3 separate regions of the Delphinus delphis genome follow, and regions 1 and 3 are each linked to region 2. The links are chromatin contacts, called in public Hi-C maps. All regions are on one chromosome and are shown on one strand. The core of a region is the stretch at or near the end of the contact, and the rest is flanking DNA. Distances in the headings are between cores, read along the strand shown. Region 1 holds the start of TAOK2 (TAO kinase 2). Region 2 holds the start of MAZ (MYC associated zinc finger protein). Region 3 holds the start of ALDOA (aldolase, fructose-bisphosphate A).

Region 1 (2,996 bases), core at 290-2,789, 130 kb before region 2:
CCTCTCAGGAACCCAGGCCAAAGACTGGGATGAGGGTAAAGATGAAGGTCACAGTGGAGAGAAAAATCCATGAGGCAGAAGGCAGGGGCCAGAGCCTCCCATCAGGAAAAGCTTCTGAGTATAGGCCTCCTAAAAAGGAAGCTCTTCTCTCTCCCATTCTTAAATCTCACCCCAATCCATTCTCTTCTGGACCCATGGCTAAACCTAGGCACAGAAGAAAAGAGATGACAAGAGACAAGTATGGAACACAGGTAAGACTTGTTCAAGGACCTGGGTTCCAATCCTATTCTGCTGCTGTGGGATCTTGGGCAATCTCTCTGGGCCTCAATAGCCTCAACTGTAAAATGGGAAGAAGGCAGTAAAAGAGCCCCCTCACCAGATAATGAGGGGGGAGATGAATGAGAGAATGGATGTAGAGCACTTTGTAAATGATAAATCGCTTGACAAATTAGATTACTTATACCATCACAGCAAGAGGCTGGAAGGTAACAATAGTTGGGGGAAATACTGCCAAGCACCCCTAAACACAAATGCACATATACACTTCCTTGAAAGGACAAGAAACCCAAGCAGACCATGCCTAAAAAACAGATAAGCAGACCCACCATGGGGACCAGAGGCATGGGAATTAACACCCCAGAGGAAAGAGAGTTACAATCATGAAGGGGTAGCTGTGAGGGGCAAAGTGAACAGGGAGAAAACCAGAAGGGTGCAAATCCATCTGATTAGCTCAAGCACCTTAGGGTGTGACCCCCGTGATATCAGAGACCCTGTCACCTGAGGTCCCTCATCAATCAGACATAATGAAGGGAAAAGGAAGGGGAAGAGGGTGGCAGCAGAAGGCAAGGCTAGCCAGAGGCTGACCACTGGCCCAGCTAGGCTTCCCCATCCTGAGGAGAGAGCCTACCCAGGCCCAGCTTCCCAGAAAGCAGCACCCTCTCTTCTCAAGCTAGACACAGGGACCCGCGCCCCTGCAGCCCGTGTCTCACCTGGTAGGGGTCACTATGGTGCCCCAGCGCCTCCGCCTCCTCCTGGGGTCCTCCAGCGGCTCTGCCAAGCAGGGAGAGGGGCAAGGAGACCTTTCCCCTTGCCACCTCTTCCTCGGCTTTCGCCCTTCCTAAGGGGCGGGCCCGGGAAGCCTCCCCTGGAGGGGAGGGGGTGACAACCTGATCTGACCTCGCGGTCCAGTCCTCCTTTTCCTCGAGGGCGACAGTTGCTGAGTCCCGGATTTCTGATTGTGGGGTCTTAACTCCAGATATTTGAACAGGGGGAGGCCGAATCTGATATTTGAACTCGTGGGGAATGAACCCCGGATACTGGTGCACGCAGGGTCCTGAACCCCAGATATTTGAAACCCTGTGAAACAGAGCCCCAGGTTTAGAGAGGTTGGGACCCGAGTCCCGGATATCTGGAATCTCAGGGGCTGAGACCCGGATATTTGAGAAGCGTGGGGTCAGGCCCGGAAATTCGGGACCGAGGGGACTGAGCCCCAGGTCTTCGGCCACCGACAGGGGGCCTACCCCGAGGACGTCCGACCGCACGGCCCCTCTCACGCCGGGGTCCGAGGGTGACAGCCCCCACTCCCGCCCCGGCCCCCTCCCTTTCCCCTTCTCTTTCCCGAGGACAGCTGAAAGACTGTAGCTAAGGGCGGTCCCCGTGCCCTCTCCCCCTCTCCTCTTCTCAGCCTCAGCCTCTCCGCACCACAGCCCCGGTCTCGTCCCAGTCTCCCTCTCCCTCTTCCTCCCAATTCCAAGATGGAGACCGGGCGGGAGCGCGCAGGCGCGGTATGGACGCCGGGCCAAGGGGGCGGGGCCCTAAAGGAAACAGCCCCGCCCCTCTCTCCTTAAGGATGCGGCCAGAGAGCTGGGCAGCAACCCAGCCAGAGTGCGCGCGCGCCCCGCCACGCGGACCCTGGGTGGGAGGAGGTGGGGAGCAGGGCTAGTCTTGGAGAAGGAGGAGCCCAGCGCGCTGTCCGACAACTGGTGGTGGCAAGGGCTGCAGCGCATGCGCTCGCCCCGCCTTAGCGCGGAGCCCGAGCTTGTTGCTAGGGGAAGCTTTGAGGGGGCGCGGGTGGAAGGAAATAAGAAGCCGTGATCTGCGCCTGCGTGCAGGGTAGAGGTTGGGAGGGGTAAGGGAAGACTGCTGCTGGGCGCGGAAAAGGCGGGAAAACGGACTGTCCTGGTTAGTAACTATCCAGCCTGGTCGTGGGCTCCCAAGTTCGAGGAATCTTTGCTGAGAAAACTCAATCTGTCATATCCCTTCAGGAGACTGAGGCCCTTCACAGCAGCATGACCTGCACAAGGTCACAATGCATTTATGTCAAAGCATTTCCATGACCATACCCAAGAGCTGCAGTAACCTTATGCCCTATACCAACCCAAACTGAAGAGTCAACAAGGAAAAATCCCCTAAACCTCCCGAGACTCTCTACCTTAAAATTCCCACCTCAATCCAATCCCCAATAAACACCCTGGGAAACACTGGGCAAAAAAACCTTTTATTTCCCCCACATTCCAGCTCTTCACTTTTGTAATATCTCTTCCAACTCAGAATCAAGGCCCAAGAAGTTGATTCACACCTGGAGAGAAACAAAATAAAAAAACAGGGCAGGTCAGAGGGCCTTTGGAGGAAGCTCTGGTATGGCTGCAGAAATTGGGGAAGGAGCAGAGGAAGTGACAACTAGAGATAGGTACAGGCACTTATTCCAACTGAGATGGCCTCAGGATCCCAGGATCTGCCAGGAGCCAGAAAGTCTTCCTTTCCCAGTCTGCTCAGATCTAAGAAAGGCTAAGAGGGTTCCACCTTTTCCCAACCCAAGTAGGTGGTTGGAGCAGTCAGGCCTAGCCCTAAGCAATATAAGCAAAGTTGATCTTGAGGGTCCAGCTCCTCTGGTCAGCACCTTCCCTGGGTCTGAGCTGTTTCCTCTTCCCCCACAGTTATTTCCTAGGGCACAGCAGCCAGGTGAAGCTGAGAACAGTTTAAGAGCTGGGTGCACA
Region 2 (3,068 bases), core at 318-2,817:
CCTCGGCCTCCTCCCACTTGAGGCTGTCCTACAACCCAAGAACCCACCTCCTTTGCTAAGCACCACCCCCTGCTCCCTGGTAACCAGGAGAGGCTGTCCGCCCTCCTCCCTGGGAGTGGCTCCCTGTCCCCATTCTCAGAAACCTCCCTCCCTCCCTCCCCACCAGCCAAGGCCAGGCCACCTCCATCGCCGACCGTCCCTCCCTCCCCACCCGCCTAGTGGGCGGCCGAAGCCCCGTGCACACCGGGAGAAGCTCTTGCCACAGTGGGAGCAGTTGTAGGGCTTGTGCACAGCGCCGTCATGTGAGCGCACGTGGTAGCTCATGCGGTCCTTGCGCTTGAAGCGCTGCTGGCACACCGGGCACTGGTAGGGCTTCTCGTCCGAGTGCGACAGCTTGTGTCGGTTCAGGTGGTAGACGTCGCGGAAAGCCTTGCCGCACATCTCGCAGGCGTGGTTCTTCCGGATGCGCTTTCCCGAGGCGGTCGTGGTCACCACGCCACCGGCGGCCACTGCGGCCGCTCCGCCGCCGGCACCCGCTTCTCCCCCTCCCCCGCCGGCTCCGCTCAGCTGGGGCACGCTCAGGAGGCTCAGGGGCACCATGGTGGGCATCTTCATAGCACCCGAAGGGACCCGGCCGGCTTTGGCTCCCGTGTGGATGGCCTCGTGCCTCCGGAGGTTGTAGCCGTTCTTGAACTCCTTGGCGCACAGGGCACAGATGTAGGGCCCCTTGCTCTTTGTCTTCTTCTCCAAGGCAGATGCGACCGGGGCCACGGCGACCGTCGAGGTTGGGGCAACGACGGCGGTGGCCGCGGCTGCGGCGATGGTGGCGGCAGAGACAGGGGGCGCGGCCTCAGCGGCGGGCGCCGACACCGGAGGGGGCGGCGGAGGGGGCGCCGGGGGCTGCTTCAGAGCCGCTGTGTCCACAGTGGAGGCGGTGGCCGGGGCCGGGGGCGCAGCAGCAACGGCGGCGGCGGCGGCAGCGGCGGCGGCCGCGGCTGCGGCGGCGGCGGACTCCTGGGCGGCGGCAAGAACCGGGAGCAAGTCCACCTGGAGGGGCTCGGCCGCCGGGGCCTGGGGCGTGGGTGGGGGCGCCGGCGCGGCCTGCGAAAACAAGGCGCCGTGTGGGCCGCGGCCGCGGGTCGGCGCCCTCCCAGCCCGGCCCGCCACGGCCGGCCCCTACTCACCTGGAATGGACTCTGGGCGCAGCCCTGGGAGGCAAAGAAGCGGGACTGGAGCTCAGCCCCGACCTGCAGGGGGTTCTGGGCGTGACCCTGAGGTGGCGGGAAGGAGTTCATGAGGCCGCCCACCCCCCGGGAGTCCAGGCCCAGCACGGGGAAGGGGGGGGCCAGCAGCGTGCAAGGGAACACGGGGAACATGGCCTCGGCCACGGCGGGGCCCCCGGGGCTCAGCGGGGGCCGGGGGCGCGGGCCGCGCGGGGCCCGGGCTCGGGGCACCGCCCCCGGCCGGCCGGGCTGGGCCGCGCCGAACGCATGGCCCGCGGGCCGCCCCGCCGCCCGCGCACCCCGGCCGGCGGGAGGGAGGGAAGGAGGGCGCCTGGCGGGCCGCGGAGCGCGGCGGAGACGGCGGCGGCGACGCCCCCTGGGTGGGGGCGGGAGGCCCCGCGGGGCCGGGGGCCGGGGGCGGGGGCCCGGGCGGCGGCGGCGGCGGCGGCGGTTGGAGCCTGGCGGGGCGGGGTGGGGGGAGCGAGGGAGCAGCCTCGGCCCCCGCCGCGCGCGCGCCCAGCCGGCGCCTCGGGGAGGGCGGGGGAGGGCGCGAGGGAGGGAGGGGGACAGCTGCGCGCGCACCGGGCGCGCGGAGGGGGGGTGGGACGGGAGGGAGGGCGGGCGGGAGGGGGTGTGGGAAGGGGGGGTGGGGCGGGGGAGGGGGTTGTTACCTGGAAGATGAAGCTGCTCCAGTTGCCTGGATCCATGGCGGAGGGAGGGAGGGAGGTGGCTCGCGCTCACCCTGGGGCGGGAGGAGGAGGAGGAGGCGGCAGTGGGGGAGGGGGAACCCGGGGAGGAGGCGCGCGGGGCGGGCGGGAGGGGGGGAGGAGGAGGAGGAGGAGGAGGAGGGTGGGGGGGAGCGGAGCACACTGCGCGCGGGGAGGGAGGGAGGGCGGGGGGCGCGAGGACACACAAGAGGCTGGAGCGGGCGCGAGCGCGAGCGCGCGCGAGGCCAGCGGGAGGGGGGAGGTACGAGAGGGACTCTGGAGGGAGGAGGGACGGGGGAGCCACCCAGCAGCTGGAGTCGCCCTAAGCGCGAGACCCCTGAGGCGGCCGCTGATTGGCTGACGATGGCGCAGGTGGTGGGCGCGCGGGAGACGGGGCGGCTTCTCTTTCCCCCCTCAAAGATTCCACCCCCCGCCTCCCTCCACCAGCGGCCGTTATTTCGCGCGCACGCGCACAAGCTCGCTGTCGTTGCCGAGCGGGAGAGTAGGGGAGCGCGCGCCGGGGGTACGGATGGGGCGGGGCTAAACTCTAAGCGCGCGCCCGCCTAACGGTTGTCGTCCTCGGACTCTCGCGGTACCTTTTTGTGTCCTCTCGGCCACCGTCCCTTCCCCCTCCCACTCCAGCGGTTTATTTACAATCCTGCGCTGCTTCGTGTTTTCCCAAAGATGGCGCCCAAAGAAGTTAACCCGTAAAGCTTGTGGCCCATCCCAAAAGCAATTATACCCCGGCCCCGCCCTCGCAGTCCCAAGAATCAGGCTGAAGCAACGGAGTGAAAACTGTATTTACAGGACAAGCAATTACACTAGGATTTAAAAAGAAAAAAAAAAAGGCAGAGGGAGGAGGACAGCCGGCAGTCAGGAGGGCCCACAGCGCTGGCCCGCGGCAAGACCCAGGATGTTCGCCTGCAACACAGGAGGGAAAGGGAGACCGGCGTTAGGGCCGGGCAGGGCACAGGCTAGAGGGAGGAGGGGGCCCGAGTCTCGTGAGCTCACCTTCAGGAACGACTCCATCTGTTTCCCGGATATGCCCTCGACGCGTTCCAGGTCCTCCACCTGGCAGGACAGCAGCGATGGGGAAGGGGTCTAGGGAATGCCAGGCTCCCCCCACCCAACTCCATTC
Region 3 (2,807 bases), core at 143-2,642, 200 kb before region 2:
CGCGGAGCGGCCCTTGGACTGCGCAGCAAACCGCGGGAGCTCAAGCTGGAAGAGTTGGGGAGTCTGGGCTAGGAGCACAGGTGTGGGTGGTGGTGGAGAGGGGAGATGCTGGGCCCGGGTGGGGGGGCTCCGCGCGGACGCCCGACCCGCCACTACATCCCGGATCCTTCCCCACGACCCTCTCCCTGACCTTCGCACGTGGCGAGGGGCGCTCACCTGGCACAGGAGAGGGGCGGACTGGCGGGGTGCAGCGGTGGAGAGCCGCGGGCTGGCGAGTGGACTGAGGGAACGAACACGGCAGTCGTCACCGGGACTCTGGTTCTGAGGCGCGTTCCAAGGGGAACGCAGCCTACTCAGCTCCCGAGGGGGGGGCGCGCGGGGGCGGGCGGGAAGGAGGTGGTGCCGCGCCTTATAAAGGCACCGCTCCACCCTCCGCGGAGATTTTCCCTTTGCAGGGGGCCGGAGGCGCCCCGGCGTCCAATTGCAGGCGAGGGACTGTGCGAGAGACCGCCCCCCGAAAGGCGAAGCCCGGAGGCGGCGCTTGGGCGAGGACAGTGCGGCGAGAACACGATCCTTTCCCCCACCCCGTCCCCCTCGGACGTGACTCGGGCCACATCCCGCGGGTCGCGGGGGCCCTCCCCTCCCTCTCCCTTCTCCTCCCCCCACCCCCCCCCCGCTTGGCGTGCTTTGGGGCGCTGTGACTCAGCCGATTTGGGGCACCGGCAGAGATGGGGATGCGGTGGGGGTTGGGTCGGAGAAAAGCGGGTGGCACAGCCCGAGAAGACTGAGGCTCAGCTTCCCCCGCCAGGGGCCCAGTCCAGCGGCCCGGGGCAGCCCCAGCTTCCGGCTGCGCTGAGGCAGCGTGCGTCGCGTTGTAACCGAATCCAGAGGTCAAGCGACTGCGAGCCCCGGCGGAAGAGAGGGCGGCGAGGGCACGCACGGGGAGCGCGAGGAGACGGCAGGGGTTGGCAAGGGGCGGAGGCGAGGCGGCAGCGGTTCCGGGTGTCCCGCGGGGAGACATCTGCGCCCCATTCCGGCGGGTCTGGCTCCTGCCGCCCGGGCCGCCCCCCGAAAGCCAGACCCAGCGGAAACCCGCCGGCTACTGCTCTGCCCAAGCAAGTCTGGGGATGCGGGGCCAGAGTCCCTGCGAAACTTCTCCCTGGCACTGACTTCCTTCTCCAAAATAAAATCCGTCCGCCCGCTGTCAGCCTCCCAGATATTTTTCTAGCCTCCCCATCCTACCCGCCAGGTCTCCCCTCTTAATCCCGACGCCTTCAGCCCAGCCCCACCCCCGCTCCGTCCTGCTGGCGCCCACCTGCGAGGAGGAGGCCGAAGGAGCGGGCAGAGCCTGGTCAGCAGCGAGTGAGTCAGGCCACACCCGGGCTGGGTTATAAGGCAGCTCCTGCCCTACCCCCAACCAATGTCCCCGACCTTCTCCGGTGACCCTTGCCCTTTCCTCACCACAGATCCCCTGGCAGGGGATCTATATTTAGGGAAACCTGAAGCTCCTGACATTCATGCCAGCTGGGGGCCTAAAGTGAAGGATGGGGAGGAAGCTGTGGGCCTGCCTCTTTGGGGGTGGGGGGAGGGTCCCCTGTCCACTCACCAGTACTTCAGAGGAAATTTCTTCCTTGGAAATCCAGACTGATGCCCTCAAAAGGTTGTCAGGAGAAATCTTTGGACAGGGATCTGCGCGGAGGAAAGGAGGGTAGGGGACTCAGATCCGTGGCCTTCGCTGTCTCCTCTGCTCCCCTGACTCCGGTCCTCTCGCTGGCTGCTGTGATTCTCCGGAGCCTGTTTCTTTAGAGGGAGAGCAGATGCAGGCACTACACTCACACCTGAGAATAACCAAGAGTCCATGGACAGGGTGTGCCTGGGGTACCCCTACACCCTGATATTCAAGGCCCAAGTTTGTCCCATAATGCTCACTGTGGTGAGCAGTGTCCCCCACCCTCACCTTCAAATACGATCATTTACTTGCGGAGGGGGAGAGGAGGGCAGGGGCACCTGGCAGAGCACCAGCCACTCTCTCTTCTGGCCCTCCAAAGGGGCCGCCATGCAGCTGGCGGAGGGCTCCTTGAGTCCCACTCTGCAGGGAGGCAGGCTCTCCACTGCTGGTTGCCAGGCTGGTGAGCTGGGTAGTCCATTTGTGGTTCCAATAGCCTGGAGAAAAGTGTCCTGAGGCCCCTCAGGGTACAGGGCCTGTGGGCCCTGGGAGCTGGCCGCTCCCCAAAGGGCAGGGACCCTGCGTCTTGTCATCGGAGCTTGATCTCAAAGCAGAGACAGTTGAGGCTCTGGCAGTCAGGAAGCTGGCACGCACAGGCACAGTCACAGAGCGGGCAGCAGCGAGGGCAGCGAGGGGCCCAATCCTGAGGGAGAGGAGAACGGGGTGAGGGAGTTGGGCAGGAGGAAGGGGGACCAGAGCCTGAAGCTGTTTCCTTCTCAGGGGAGAAGGGAACAGAGTGGCCTGCAAAGTCCCATTTGCCCAGTGGATCAGAGGGTGCCATTCACCATTCTTGGGAACAAGTCAATTCTTTCTGTTGTTGAGAAATCAGCAAGGAGGCAATGTTCCTAACAGCTGGGTTCAGGAGCTGGAAGAAATCATTCGGTGGGCGGTGGGGGGTCCTTTCTTTCTTCCCATCTTATGGATGAGGAGACTGAGGACCAGAAGACAGCTGGCCCTGGACCCACCCTTAGGTCACAATGTTCAGCTCAGAGATGTTTCTCTTATAACACGCAATTCAAAGTCGTTAGACTGGGAAAGCACACACACACTGCCTATGATGAAAACAACTTGTTGGTTTTGT

The links. A called contact is a pair of places that touch in the nucleus more often than the background predicts.
Region 1: a contact with region 2 is called in a Hi-C map of lung, with 1.9 times the contacts expected there. The contact joins the promoter of TAOK2 here to the promoter of MAZ in region 2. A contact is called at or near these places in 2 of 3 Hi-C or Micro-C datasets (lung and muscle).
Region 3: a contact with region 2 is called in a Hi-C map of lung, with 2.9 times the contacts expected there. The contact joins the promoter of ALDOA here to the promoter of MAZ in region 2. A contact is called at or near these places in 2 of 3 Hi-C or Micro-C datasets (lung and muscle).

The regions. Positions count from the first base shown.
Region 1 is chr15:71,807,916-71,810,911 of mDelDel1.2, forward strand. TAOK2 (TAO kinase 2) reads right to left here and starts at 1,540. Exons shown (of 19, transcript XM_060032040.1): 1 at 990-1,540. TMEM219 (transmembrane protein 219) reads right to left here. Exons shown (of 6, transcript XM_060032055.1): 6 at 2,479-2,578. It overlaps LOC132437687, which reads right to left and starts at 2,006. Exons shown (of 5, transcript XM_060031014.2): 1 at 1,911-2,006; 2 at 1,422-1,814; 3 at 1,343-1,420; 4 at 1,268-1,340; 5 at 1,003-1,265. The coding sequence starts at 2,006. The coding sequence ends at 1,003.
Region 2 is chr15:71,937,074-71,940,141 of mDelDel1.2, forward strand. MAZ (MYC associated zinc finger protein) reads right to left here and starts at 1,568. Exons shown (of 5, transcript XM_060032063.1): 1 at 1,185-1,568; 2 at 245-1,101. The coding sequence starts at 1,376. KIF22 (kinesin family member 22) reads right to left here. Exons shown (of 14, transcript XM_060033109.1): 13 at 2,942-3,001; 14 at 2,619-2,851. The coding sequence ends at 2,804.
Region 3 is chr15:71,734,607-71,737,413 of mDelDel1.2, forward strand. It overlaps ALDOA (aldolase, fructose-bisphosphate A), which reads right to left and starts at 1,393. Exons shown (of 9, transcript XM_060032035.1): 1 at 1,316-1,393. It overlaps LOC132438129, which reads right to left. Exons shown (of 7, transcript XM_060032036.1): 5 at 2,008-2,369; 6 at 1,607-1,689; 7 at 219-280. The coding sequence ends at 2,256.